Linked DNA regions of Sus scrofa: all the other regions are linked to region 1. Evidence: chromatin contacts called from public Hi-C and HiChIP or PLAC-seq data. All regions are on one chromosome and are shown on one strand. The core of a region is the stretch at or near the end of the contact, and the rest is flanking DNA. Distances in the headings are between cores, read along the strand shown.

What was found. A called contact is a pair of places that touch in the nucleus more often than the background predicts. HiChIP or PLAC-seq counts read pairs in DNA pulled down with a chosen protein or histone mark.
Region 2: a contact with region 1 is called in an H3K27ac HiChIP or PLAC-seq map of skeletal muscle, with 4 times the contacts expected there. The contact joins the enhancer-like site here to the promoter of KLF4 in region 1. A contact is called at or near these places in 18 of 47 Hi-C or Micro-C datasets (alveolar macrophages, brain, embryonic fibroblasts and 10 more) and 2 of 2 datasets of contacts at active chromatin or transcription factors (alveolar macrophages and skeletal muscle).
Region 3: a Hi-C map of liver shows a contact between it and region 1, with 5 times the contacts expected there. The contact joins the promoter of RAD23B here to the promoter of KLF4 in region 1. A contact is called at or near these places in 2 of 47 Hi-C or Micro-C datasets (heart right ventricle and liver).

Annotation. Positions count from the first base shown.
Region 1 is chr1:248,606,980-248,611,687 of Sscrofa11.1, forward strand. It overlaps KLF4 (Kruppel like factor 4), which reads right to left and starts at 2,595. Exons shown (of 5, transcript NM_001031782.2): 1 at 1,997-2,595; 2 at 1,759-1,879; 3 at 101-1,094; 4 at 1. The coding sequence starts at 2,001.
Region 2 is chr1:248,739,229-248,743,900 of Sscrofa11.1, forward strand. No RefSeq gene overlaps it. Among named protein-coding and RNA genes, the nearest start is that of KLF4, 130 kb to the left of the region's middle. Within about 2 kb of position 2,498, at least 56 of the 83 cell types and tissues checked have an H3K27ac peak or open chromatin away from gene starts, as enhancers often do. A contact at or near this core is called in alveolar macrophages, brain, liver and 5 more, where this site is marked.
Region 3 is chr1:248,446,581-248,451,168 of Sscrofa11.1, forward strand. It overlaps RAD23B (UV excision repair protein RAD23 homolog B), which reads left to right and starts at 1,411. Exons shown (of 10, transcript XM_001927866.6): 1 at 1,411-2,101. The coding sequence starts at 2,036.

The sequences.
Region 1 (4,708 bases), core at 1,345-3,844:
TCTAGGGGTGAAGAAGGTGGGGTCAACACCATTCCGTGGGCCCCAGAGGGCCGGCAGATGCAGGGCTCCCCAGCCCCAACTACGATTCCCCGGGACTGACCTTGGTAATGGAGCGGTGGGACCTGCGGCTGCAGCTGATCCGGCAGGAAGGGTGGGTAGTTTGGCCCATGGTGGGGATGGAAGCCCGGGGGGAGCGGCAGGGCAGGATGACAGTCCCTGCTGCTTAGCAGTTCCTCCGCACCCAGGGTTGGGGTAGTCCTGCTGGGGAGCTGCCGCCCCAGGGGAAAGTCGTGGGCAGGCGGCCGGTGGCCATTGCTGAGAGGGGGTCCAGTGCCCAAGTGGGCCTCTAAGGGCCGGCCGACGGTGCACGAGGAGACAGCCTCCTGCTTGATCTTGGGGCACATGCGCGGCGGGCCACCGCTGTAGGGCGCCACCACCACCGGGTGGCTCCCATCTGGGCTGCCTTTGCTAACACTGATGACCGATGGGCTGCCGTACTCGCTGCCGGGGGCACTCAGCGATGCCTTCAACACAAACTTGCCCATCAGCCCGCCACCTGGCGGCTGCGACTGCTGCGGCGGAATGTACACTGGGTCCAATTCAGGCCGCAGGAGTTCGGCCACGAAGCCGCCCGAGGGGCTCACATCGTTGATGTCTGCCAGGTTGAAGGGAGCTGTCGGGGGAGGTGCAGACTCCCGGCCATAGAGGAGGCTGCCTCCAGTGCTGCCCGGTGCCACGCCCGGGTCGCCCCCAGCCCGGATCGGATAGCTGAAGCTGCAGGTGGAGGGCGCACTGGCGGGACCGCTGCTCGATGGGGAGGAAGAGGATGAGGCTGAAGCCGACGAGGACACGGTGGCGGCCACTGACTCCTGATGAGACAGTGAGTTGGAGAGGATAAAGTCCAGGTCCAGGAGATCATTGAACTCCTCCGTCTCCCTCCGGGGTAGAAGAGCCGGGTTGCTACTGCCGCAAGCCGCGCCGACTCCGCCACTCTCCAGGTCGGTGGCCACGGTCGCCGCCGCCAGGTCGTAGGGGCGGCCGGGAAGCACCGGGGGAAGTCTTTGCTTCATGTGGGAGAGCTCCTCCCGCCAGCGCTGCCGGGACAGGACAAGAGATACCGTCAGTGCAGTCCCTAACTGCCGCCCGACGTAGTGGTGGGCTGGCCGCGCCTACACCGCCTAGACGTGGGGACCTGGCCGGCAGGAAGCGCCTGGGAACTAAGAGTGCCAGCGTCGAAATCATGGCTGGGTCTGAAGAGAAACGGTGCGTGTATATGGAGGATGTTATGTTGTGTCTGCCCCATGGATTGTGAGCGCGCGCCGCGGCTCGCCAGCCTGGGTCCCTCCCCCGCCAGATCCAGGGGACGCTCCCGCCGCCCCAAGAATCAGGACACCGAAGCTCTCTCGGTGCGCCCTCGCCACGGGGACGCCTACGCGCCAAACTCACTCCCGCCCAGCCAGTGTCTGGGGACACAGACACCTCCCGCCCGGTAGCTCGCGCGCCCGCCCTGCCGCTTGCGTGCTCCGGGACGTGTGCGGGCCCGGTGTGCGCCCCCGGCGGCTCCACACCGTCCGGACCACACGCAAGCACAGCTGAGCCAAGAGCGCGGAAGCCATCCTGGGAAGGCTGCGGAGCCCGTGCGGTGGCTACTCCCTCCCCTCGTCCGGAGGGGTTCTGGGTGACCCCGGGGCTCCGCCCGTCCCCACCCCACCCACAGAAGCCCACTAGAGGTTCCCGACAGCCCGTGACAACACTCACGTTATTCGGGGCACCTGCTGGACGCAGTGTCTTCTCCCTTCCCGCCGGGCCGGACGCGAACGTGGAGAAGGACGGGAGCAGTGCGTCGCTGACAGCCATGTCAGACTCGCCAGGTGGCTGCCTGCGGGCCGGGTGGGGAGCACAGAGGCTTGAGTCAGGGGCCACTCTTGACGGCCGCTCTGGCGGGTCCCACCGGTCCTCACTCCTCCCTACTCCCCCACCCCCACGCCGCACTTACCTCATTAATGTGGGGCCTCAGAGGTCCTCCGAAGTCCGAAGCAGCGGGGGTACCCGAACCCCAGTCAACGAAGAGGGGGAAAAGACTTAGAAACGAAGCCAAAACCCAAAACCCCAAATTGCCAGAGATCCTTCTTCTTTGGATTAAATATAAAAGAGATGCCTTTAAAAAAAGTTCCTTTGTATACAAAAGTTCTTAGAAAAGTTGTAAACTCGTAAAAATAGACAATCAGCAAGGCGAGTAAGTAGGTCCGGTGGCCGGGCTGCGCTCTCTTCGACTCAGCAGTGTCCCCCACCGCTGTCGCGGTCGCCGCGGCTATGGCCTTGGGTGCTGGGGCTGTGGCCGGGGTGGCGGGCGGGCGGCGCCGCCAGGTGAGACTGGCTGCGGCGGCGCTGATCTGCGGACTGGGCGGCGGCGCAGGGCGCGGAGTCCGGGGGGCTGCGCGGGGCGCGCGCGGCCATGGGCGCTGGCCGCGGGCAGGTGGGTGGGTGGGTGGGGGCCGGAGGGGCGGGGAGGGGCACTTGGCGGCTCCCGGTGCCGCCGCCGCCCGCCACCGCCTCTGCTCCCCGCGCGCCCGCAGCCGCGCTCGCTGTCTCGGCCGGGGAACTGCCGGCGGCCGCCGCGCGCTCCTTACTTATAACTTCTTGGCTCCCGCCCTCCCCCCGCCTCCTACCCGCTGTGCGCAGGGGCCCGCCGCCAGGCCCCGCCCCCTCCCTTTCTTCTCCCCTCCCTTGCGCGGCCCCCCCCGCGCGTTGCCATAGCAGCTAAATAAACAAACTTGGCGCACGTGGGGCGGGGAGGAAGGAGGGGCGCGGCGGGGCACGGCGGGCCGTGACGCCAGCCCAGCAGCTGGCGGGCAGGAGCCGCGCTGACGCCGGCGGCGGTGGCGCAGTGGCTCAGGCGCTGGGTATACCGGGCGCAGGTCCGGTCGCCGCGCGACCAGGACAGTCGGCGTCGCCACGGGCAGCTCCCCAGGTTCGAAGCCTGCGGCCGAGAAGGCTGCTGGGGGCGAAGGGGGACGGTAACACGCCACTACCACAGCCCGGGTGAGCGCTCGCCGCGCACTTTGCGCCCTAGAGAAGAGCGCGATTATCCGCGTGACTCATCCAGAGCTCGTACCTCTCTTACGCACGCAGGAGCCCGGCTCTAGTCCCTGAGTGCCATTGCGGGCCCTTGGCCTGGCGTCACACGGCTCTTCGCTGGCACTTTTGCCGGGTCGCGGGTAGGGGGTCGAGATGGAAGCCCAGGACGGCAAGGCGAAGACTGGGAGCCTGAGAAGGCCGGAGGGGTGTTCCGCCTGGAAAAGGCTGTAAAAGACCAGAATGGGAAATGGAGCTACGGTTTTGATATTATTGAAGGAGAGAGGAAGGGACGGGAAAGTCTCAAAATTCACTTCGTGAGGTGGGGGAGGGAAGAGGGGCGTGAGGCGCGGAGATACCTTCAACCAGGAATCTCAAAGCATTTTGCAAGCCACGCACTGTCCTTTCCATTTTATGGATGAGAAAACTGAGTCATAAAGAGGTGAAGTGGCGAGGTAAAGGTCAACCGGCAACTCGCTCCCTTGTCTCGAGCGGTCAAGCCCACCGAAGGGACTTGGCTGGAAAGTGGCCCCATGCCAGAAAGTGGAGCGACGCATTGGAACCCCGGTTCCTGATAAGGTCACACGGAGCCCGCGGCGGCTGTCACTGCCCACCGGGAAGAGAAGAGGAAACTGCGATCGTTATTTCAGTCTTATAACTCTGCCTCCCCACCCCCCTCCCCTTAGTTTGTGATCAGTACTTTTCCAGCCGGGAAATGTTTTCGCTCTCATCTTCTCTGCAAGCAGTGCTTTTTTTAAAAAAACGTGAGTGTGGTGTTAGGTATCGCTTTCTAAACGTAGGCTTGCGAGGTGTTTTTGTTGGATTCAGGCGCACACAGGCCTCCGCCCTACTCCCCTCTCCGCGGAGCGCTCTTGAAGGTTAATGCAGTGGGTCCTGGCCGCTGGGAAAAGGGTCGAAGCCCTAGCACTGACCAGAGTGTGGGCTCACCCCTCACTGAGATCCAGTTACCTCGCACTTTTAAGTCGTGGTCACCTGTTTGAGTCCTGCGACCTATTAGGTTTCCTCAGAATATTTCTTATCCCTGATTTTTCCGCTCCTCGTCAACCACAGAAGCATTCTTGGAATGTATCTCGCCCCGACGAATCCATTCGGCCCTCTCTGCCAATTGTAGGAATCCCTCTCGGTCCGGAAGGTTGGAAGCCCTTGAGGATGACTTCCTCCAGCCCCGCTTTGGCCAATGGCTGAGAGGGGCTGCAGCTGAAGAAAGGGCATCCTTTGGCAGGGAAACCCGACCCGACCCTCCTCCTTTGGTCTGGAGGGTTTCAACCCCACCCCCATAGGAGCCAGCCAGTTACTTTTTAACTCTGAAAATATTGCGCTTTTCAAAAGGAGGAACCAAGAAAGGAAGATACTCGTCACCTCCTTTCCATATTCCTTTCATTGCAGTGGCAAAATATGGGGCGGGGGCGGGGGGAGTACTAGGATTATCACATGAGAAAGTTAAACACTTTTCCATCAAGGCCGAGGTTCCTAAACGCCCGTGACCTTGGATGAGCCTTTGATTGGCAGCCATCACCCTCAGGATGTAGATGGGTAAGTCAGGACTTGGAATTCCCCAAATTCCCAATTTAGGTAACCAGTGCATGAGGATTTTTCTGCTTTTCTCTTATTT
Region 2 (4,672 bases), core at 1,248-3,747, 130 kb after region 1:
ACATTATTTCAAGTGGCTTTGCTCAATTGTGATAGTTTGGAATAAACTTGTTATACAGAGAAAGGTAAGAATTGCTCCAAGGAGTATAGGTGCATTCATTCATTCATTCATTCACTCGTTTATTTCACAAGCATTGACTGAGTGTCTGCCATGTGTGTGGCGTGTTACTAGATGTTGGGAATACGATAGTGGGGAGATGGAAGGGTTCCTGCCCTCATGGATTACTGGGGGGGAGGAGAAGGAAACAGATTCAATTGCAAATTGTGACAAATTCAGTGGTGCAACGGAAAAGGGTGATGAGAGAGAAAATTAGGAGTTACGGTGTTGGCTGTACTTTTAAGAGGCTGGTGGAGGTCTTGTACCTATTCCTTCACCATTTAGCAAACATTCAGGGAGTGGCCATCAGGCCCTGGACTCGTACTTGGGATTACAGAGCTGAATCAGACCTTGATGCTGCCCTCAAGATGCTCCCTGACCAGTGGGAGAGCAGGCCGGTGAGCAAGGTGTGACAGGTGCTTTAATGCCGTCATCTATGGGGTCTCCCTGGGGGGTTGGAGAGGGGAACTGAACAGCTGGGCTGGCAGTGGCCAAAGAAATCTTCTGTCAGAAGGGGCAATTGAATAGGCATTTGTGAGAGTCAGGGTTAGAAAAACAGAGAAGAGGAGGCTGCCTTCTTGGAACCCCTGGTCCCACCTTGCTTCCTGACTCATCTGTCTGAGGGCCTGGAGCCTGTGATGCTGGACCATCAGTCCAGGAGCAAGTGTGGAAACTGAGTCAGAGGGGATGCTTAGTAAATGGTAGGTCCCTTTCCCTGACGTCTCATGGGCACCTCTTTGGATTTACCCTAGTGGTTAAGGGCTTGGCTTCTGGAGTCAGACTCCCTGGGTTCGAATTTCAGCTCTAGCACTTTCTAACTGTGTTACTTTGGGTAAATTCTTTCTGTGCTATAATGTCCCTATATGCCAGGTAGGGATAATAATGATGCTTACCTCCTAGAGTTACCTGAGGGTTAAATGGGATCATGCTTCTGCAGTCATCAAAGACAAACACGTATAACCCAATCTGTCTCTGAGAGCTGTCCCTCACATTCCCATAACCTCTTCATGTGGTCCAACTATTACGGGTTGAATGCTTTAAATATCAGGCATTGTTTTAGGGATTCAGCCCTGGAGTCTCGATCCTCATGTGTGAGAAAATTACTGATTTTTCCCTAAATGAAACATCTTTGCCTTTTCCACCCAGATAATAGCTTTGCGTTATCTCTGCAATGCCAAAACAATTAAGGGTGTCATTTCATCTTTCATCAGCACGTTGGGCTCAGGTGAAAAACTCTGCCAGAAATCTTGAAATATCTTGCTCCTTTAGACATCAGAAGGCTGGGAGATTTCCCATTATTAATTGAAATCAAAACTTCTCTGTGGCCCAGAGCAAGGGCAGAACTGTTATTTCACAGATCAGCAGGAAAGCTCACCACCACTGTTTTGCTTGGTATTCATTTTATTTAGGGGGTAGGAGGCACAGAAGAAAGGTGGTTTCCAGAATGATACATCCATGCTGCTGTGTGAATGCAGTCAAGGGAGGCGACTAAGGCTCAGGGAAGCAATGCCCATGCGTGCACTGGGCAACCATTCCATGTCTCCCGAGCCTCAGTTTCCTTTCATGTAAAATAGGGGTCATGGAACCTCCCTGGTGAGGTTTAAATGAATGCACGCAAGAGGAAACAGTGGGATGGCAGACAGGGTCATGTACTGTTCACCGTGTCTGTGCTGCTGAGACAGGGACGTGGGCTCATCGAGGGGGGCACTTCCTCCTTTTCTATTTTGCTGGTCCCTGGACAGGTCAGAGGTGAGGGCAGTGGTGAGGAGTTCTGAGGAAATCTGTAGCGTGGCTGGATAGCATGCTTCTAGGAAGTCTGTATTCGCCTCTGAAATTGCTGGACATTGCAAGGATTTGTCCCATTTTGGAGTGTAGGAGGCTGATTCTTGTTTGTTCCCAGGCCTGCTTTGCAGGATGCAGTTCCAGCATTTCAAGGGGCTGGAGAGGGGGGATTTGACGAGAAAGAGTGGGTACCATGGTGTGTAGGACAGGCAGGCTTTTTTAGCGGCAGCTTGTGTGTGCCCTCGGGCTCCCCGCCACCCTCCTTCTGCCACAGCATCCTTCCTTCCCGTCTCCAGGGAGGCAGGACCCAGAACCCATGCCCAGCCCAGCGCGCTCGAGCCAGGCTGCTCTTGCCGGCTTCTCCGGGGCTCCGCGAGGCTCGGCTGGCCTGGGTGGTGGGCCCGGGTCCCCAGGTCGCCGGCGCTGGCCCTCGCGACGCTCCGGTGCGCGCAGGAGCGCGCGGGCCTCCCCGCAGGCCCCGCGCCCAGCCGGCCTCGGGAACTGACCAGGCCGCGTGTGAGCGCCGGGATTCCTGCTCAGGCCTTAAATATGCCGGTTATTTTTATCTCCCTACGTCAGGCGGCGAAGACCATCCCACCAGTGGCCGCGGCGGCTGCTACACAATGTTTCCCTTTAGTCGGGAGGGGAAATGGAGGGAGGCCAGACTTCCTGATCACATGGTGCTGAAGTCAATGAAAAAAAATTAAGGGGGACCCCTCCCTTTTTCTGCAGTGCCCGATCCAGGTTCCCCCCTCCCGCTCCCCCCCACCCAGCCCCCTTGGGCTCCCCGCGTCGGAAAGCGGCAAAGGCTCCAGGCGTAGGGCCAGCGAGGCAGGAGAGAGAGCAAACATAAACACGAGATTGTTGCAGTAATTGGTGCTCTGAAAACACTGAGGAAATGAGAGGCTTGTACGAAACATCAGCCGACAAGAAACGGGGTGATGTCAGACAGCCTTCCAGGATTAGAAACCCTTAAAAGCTCCGAGCCCGCGGCCGCGGAGGAAAGTGTTCCGCTCTCCCGGGTAGGGAGCCGGGATCCCGCGATTCTGCGCTCGCCATCGCCTCTGCCTCGCTTTTCCCCTTTCCTTTTTCTTTTCCTTTTCCTTTTCTTTCTGTCCTTTCTTCTTTTTTTCTTTCTTCGATCTCTTTCTCTTTTATTTCTTTTTCCTTTTCACAAAGAAGGAAAAGGAGCGACCGTATCAAGTATTTTACATTTCTAAGGCACTGGTACTTTTAGATCTTTCCTTGACTTTGAAATACCAAACCGGACTCAACACCCACATCAATCCCAAGGCAGCAAATGACACTTCCAGCATCCCTTGTTGGAGTTTGCTCTTTCTTCCTCCCAGTCCCCTTCCTGATTCCGCTTTTCAGGTTAGAACTGCACCGTTGCAGTAATGTCCACGCATGTGGAGGGGCTGAAATAAACAGGAAGCATTTACCAAGGACAAGCTTGCCAAGAAAAGGGGATTCAATCTTTGCCAAAATCTGGCATTTTCAAAGAAGATAAGACTTCCTCATAACATGTCACCCAGCCTCCAGGGCTGCGGCCTCATTTTCTTTTCCTGGTTTGAGACAATTAGGAAAACTAAAAGCACACAGAGAGTACACACACACACACACACACACACACACACACACACTCATTCCTCACTCCCCTTCCCCACAACTCACGCATAGCTAACACCAGCCAGCAGGGCCTTGTCCTAGTCCACCTGGAACCTGCCTGTGTCTTTAAGTTTGAGGCCAGGTCTCATCTGTTCAGTGACACAAAAGGTGCCGCCTATCCAGGCTTTCTCTCCTGGTGTTTGCCAGGATTAATGAGGCAATGTTTGGAAAGGGCTTGAGCCCCTCCAACCAAAGGCACCCACGGACACCTTTTCAAAGAATGATTTATGTCCAACTTTACCCAAATAGGAACCAAAAGAGGATTTTCTGTTTTTTCATCTTTAGAACAGATGAATTCAGCACCTGGATCCTTGCATTTCTGAAGCTTTAGACTCTGCCTTATTAATTGCTCTGTCACCTCTCCTGGGAGGGCAGGCTTTTTCCATCTCTTTCTAAGACCCAGTAAAAGGTCACATCAAGGTCGAGCCTGTATGCCCTCGGAGGAATTGGACAGGTTCCAAAGACTTGGGTTCCCCTCACAGCTGCTCATGTGAGAACAATGTCCCTCAACCCGAACCCATTCCCCACATACTCATAAATCTTGGGGTGATTTAGCCCCCTCCCCCCCCCCAAAGCTTGACACTCCTGAGCTGCTGTAATTTAAGCCAAGTGTACTTTTCCATCTGATCCAATATACCTGTGGTTATACCACCCACCAAGAGGTAGTTTTAAGATCTCATGGGGACATTTTGCATCTTTGATGTTCCCCTCATGCTCTGCAAGGCCCAACGGGAAGCCTCCTCATCCTGTCTCCTTCTGATGCCCCTGCCCTCGATAATGGTGTCTCCTCTCCCTCAGTTTTTCACCCTGGGAGCTTGGGGTCTTTCTTGTTTATTCTTGCTCTCTCCCTACACCTCTCAAGGTCAACAGATCCTTCTGTTTAGCCCCAGAAAAATCTCAGGCTCTCTGTTACTCCTCCCCATCTCCTGGCATCAAAAGCTTTTAAGGCAGACCACCTTTTTCTGGGTGGGATGAGGAGTCTTCCGGTCGGAGTTAAAAATCCCAGATTTGCTACGTAGTAGCTTCACGGCCTTAGGTAAATTACTTCTAGGAGTGCCAGTTTCCTGTTCCATAAAGTGGGGCTAATGACAGACCCACCTCATAAGCTCGTCTTGAGGATTAAATC
Region 3 (4,588 bases), core at 161-2,660, 160 kb before region 1:
AATTCTATCTATAGCTAAAGGTCCAGGCTGGAAGTATTTCAAAACAAAGGACGTGATGAGATCACCTGGTGATTAACAGTAGATATACAGGAAGACGGAAAGCCAAGGTTTAGATATGGAATTATAACACAGGGAGATACGTGTTGTGAAGGGGGCAGTGGGACAGCTGAAGGAGAGGGAAGTTGATCAGGCAAAGTTCCATGGAAGAATTATACCTGAGCTCTTACAATCTACAGAAAACCAATCAATGACATTGTATCAGTGAAGATGCTGCTCCAGAGAGGTCCTTTGCAATTAGTCACACAGCTAGTGACTTAATTGTAACTTTACACTTGAACTACTTTAAGTCAAATATGCAAGATGGCACTTTATTAAGAGGCAGAACAGCCAGGCACTTAGGAGCCCAGGGTCTGGAGTCATTCGGCTTGGGTTCAAATTCTGGACCCGCCACTCACCAGGTGGGTGATTCCGGGTACTACACTTAAGTTTTCTTATCTGTAAATGGGCATACTACAAATAGCTATCTCTTTATGAACTGCTTACTATGTTCCTGCCACTAAGATTTTTACTGTATACATTGTTCAACACCTCTTCTCCAATAATCAATGAAACTGAGTGCTGTTATTACTCTCAGCTTACTGATGAGAAACAGAAAGCATATTTACCCATTCCACACATATTTACTGTGTGCCTACATTACATGCCAGGCATGTTTCTTCGTGCTGGGGGTACATCAGGCAATATAACAATACCCTTGCCCTTGTGCAGCTTGTCTGTGTTTACAGAAGAGAGAAAGATAATAAATCTAATAAATATTACATTTATGGTAATTAGAAGATAAATGCTATAGAAAAAAAACAAAACAAAACAAAACACACAGCAGGGTAATGTGGTTAGGGAAATTGCGGTTTACGTTGAGTATCCACAGCAGACCTCCCCGAGAAGGGAGAGACAGTGAGCCACCCAGGTACCTGGGGAAAGAAGACTTAGGGACGGAAACAGCGAGCGAAAAGGCAGGCCCTCAGCTGAGTGCATCTGCCATGAGAGTCAGGATATATGCGAGGAAGTGGCTGTGTATCCAGTCCTAAGAACTTTTACTTTGGGTGCGATGAGTACCCACTGGACAGTTCTGCCCAGGGAAGTGATATAATTTGACCTTGTATTTAGCCCCAAGGTCCATCAAGGCAGTCTGGTGCTGAAGTCAGCGCTCTCAGGATAATAGAATCAGTGGCCACACAGCAAGCGCCCAGTAAACGCCGGCTCACTACTGTGGCTGTTTCATTTAAACCCCGCCCTGACCTACCGCCCTCTAGTTGCCCAGCTCCAGGGCTCTGCATCCACTTAGTCCGGTCTCCACGTAGCGCTTCCTCGGCTACAGATTGCCCAACTCAAGCTACCGGGCGGAGTCTGGACGTAGGCGGAGCGGCGGAGGGCGGGAGAACGCCCCCGGCAGCCGACGCGACAGGGAAGCCCCGAGAGCCCCCGAGGCGCCCCACTGACTACGCCTGCGCACGCGCGATCCAGGACGCCGACATTCCAGAGCCGTAATCCGCCCCGCCCCAATTCCGGGGCGGAGTTCTCGGCTGCGCCTGCGCACAGGCTCGCCGCACCCTACGCCTGCGCGCTCCGACAGTGCGGCCCCATCCCCCAGGTTTTTCGGGTGGGGGAGGGGGCGCGTCTCGGCGAGTCACGATGATGGCGGCCACCAGTCTGTGGTGAGCTAGCGGGTTCTCTGCTGGTTTCGCATAGCCCCTTGAACCTCCTGTAGACCTTGAGGCTGGCGCCAGGCGTGTGAAGAAGCACTGCAGCCCGAGCTCGCGAGGAAAGCCGCAGTCGCGGAGGCAGCGGCGCGGCCCAGGACCAGGGCTGGGGGAGAGGCCGCTCTGCAGGGCGAATGTGACAAGCCCCCACCCCCACCGCCTTCCTCCCGAGTGCGCGAGGAGCGCGGGCGACCCCAGGGCCCCGCCAGGCCACAGACCCCGCCCAGCGGCCAGCACCCGGAGCAGGCCCGGCAGCGGAGCTGCGCGGCGGCACCATGCAGATCACCCTGAAGACCCTCCAGCAGCAGACCTTCAAGATCGACATCGACCCCGAGGAGACGGTGAGAGCAGCGGGGAGCGCGGGGCCCGGGACGCGGCAGCTGCGCGAGTGGCCAGCCAGGCCTAGGCGGAGGTCGGCGCTGCGAGGCCTTTCGTGGGGTCCCGGCCTATATCAGAGCGGGGCCCGGCGGCGCGCCCGAGCTGGGAGGGTCCCCGGTGTACTCGAGAGGGCGCGGTGAACGGGGGTTCGGGCCCCCGACGCTGGCTGAGGCCTGCGGGCCCGGGCGCGGGCAGGGCCCCGGGGCCCTGCGGCGTGTGGCCGACCGGACCTTGGGAGTTGGCTCTGGGCTTTGTGTCAGGAGTAAGGGGAAGCAGTGGCCGAAACTGAAGCCCTGGCGGCGTGGAGCACATGCCTGCAGGGCACCGGAGGCTTGGGCCTGGGCCCTCCCGGCAGAGGGGCTTGAGGGGGAGGGAAGCTTAGGGCTGCTTCAGCGGTCTAGCCGAGCTCCCTGGTGTGGATGCACAGGTGGGGGAGGGAGATTTAGGTGTCGCCACTATTTCTGCGTGGATCTGGTTAGGCGCTAAGGTCTAGGAGGTGCAGACCGGCGATAATTAACCTTAAAAAAAAAGTGTCAGGTTCCGTTTGCCGCAGAGCGAGAGGTGAGTGGTGAAAATGCATTCTTTGCCCCCTTCCCCGCAGAATTGGGGGCGCTTTTATTTGCATATATTTTGAGTCGTTTCGCTGCAGGTCTCCCGCCATCGAACCCACACCCACATGTAGATTGCACTTTGAGGCCTCTTTGGTGGTGAAGATAGTTGTATTAGAGCCCTTCAAATCCAGGTTCGAACTCAGCTCTAGATTAACCAGTCCCCTCTGTTAGAAGTCTTGAATTTGTAGGAGTTGGAACTCTGCACCCTCCCCCAACCCACAAATAGCATTTCAGGAGAGGAAAAAGGAAGATAAAAACTTTGATTCTCTTCTGTAAACTCTTGAACATCTCAAAAGTTCACGTGTTAAAAACTCTCCTGTCATCGTCTGTATTTGTGACTGCAGAAAGCCACTGTGTTGAAATCAGTACGACTTTATGCCAAGATCTAAAAATGCCGTTCAGTGTAAACTTAGTACTTATGTTCTGGAATTGTGATTATATACATCGCTATGATTGTCATAATGCTGTGTTTAAAGCAACAACTTTCTGCCTATCTATATTTTTAAGAATAGTTGATTGTGGTTTTGGTGGCGATTAGGGGTCTTGGTGTTAATTAAGAAAACCTGAGCTCCCATTTGTCGCTCTAATTTATTTGCTATATGCAAAGATGTGAAGATTAAATAGTATTTGATTGGTGGTCAGTGAGTGAAATTTTATTAATCAATGGATAACTTTAAGAGGATAGAGTGTTACGTTTTATCTATATCATTTGACCTTAAGTTTTTACATCTTTAAATATTTAAATAGTGTAGTTCTCAACCTTTTCAGAATTGTGGCTAATTTTAGTTCAAGATATTTAATTACATGTATAAGTATGCTGTGTGATAAATTCTTAAATGTGCAGAGAGATAGCAATTTTAGATGAGAAATGCATTGTCCTCAGAAGTAATTAGAAACTCCCTGTGGATTGCTGTGACTAACAAATCAAATCTTCCTGAATATTCCTTTACTATTTAGTGTGTACTTATACATTAAAGGATGAAAGTTAAAAAGCGGCTATAACTTGAAGAGGCTGGTATAGAAACTCTTGTGAGCTTGATAGGAGCAGTAGCGAAAAGTAGTGAAAGAGAGGCCCGAGAGATTTGAGGAATCCTGGGAATGATTAATTTGCTGAACTAGTAAGTGTCCAGTGAGCTTTGACTGGCAGAACTGGGGTACAGGGACATGCAGGCTGAGGTCTGGGTCTTCCTGGGAGCCATACTGACAATAGTCTTAGTTTGGTCAGTGGCTATAGAGTAGGAGATGGACAAATTGGAAAAAACAAGAGGATTTGTTTTTAAGGTGTTTGTTTGTATTTGCTTTAGTTTTTGAATGTTGAAAGTCTTCTTCTGCCTTTTTTTTTTAAAAACTAGAGAACTTTCCTAACATTTATTTGCTGTTTTGTAACATTTACTTGATCATTACCATGCTCTGCCTTTAGTGTTAACCATTACAAAACAGACTTTATTATTATGGTAATGGTAATGCCTTTCTTCTTAGAAAATAATGAGGGAAAAAAACCAATAGAAAGTTTGAGATGAGATTTTTAAATGCACAAACTGAAATGGGAGTTTATTATTGTATAAATGACATCAAAGTTATGCGTGGACGTTTTTTGATAAGAGAATTGTGAGGATACAGTAGTTTTAATTAATACAGACAGTACGTTTTGTGTATTATACAGTAATTTGCAAAGAATTACCTCATTCTGTGGTTTATTTGTATCATGGTGATTGTGCTATAAAATACCAGTTGAGTACTGGTTCTGTGCATGGGATTTGTTAGCCATCATTTATTAGCAAATTGTTCCTATTGTGGCTTATTGTTTTTTTGGGTTTTTTTTTTTTTTTTTTTGTCTTT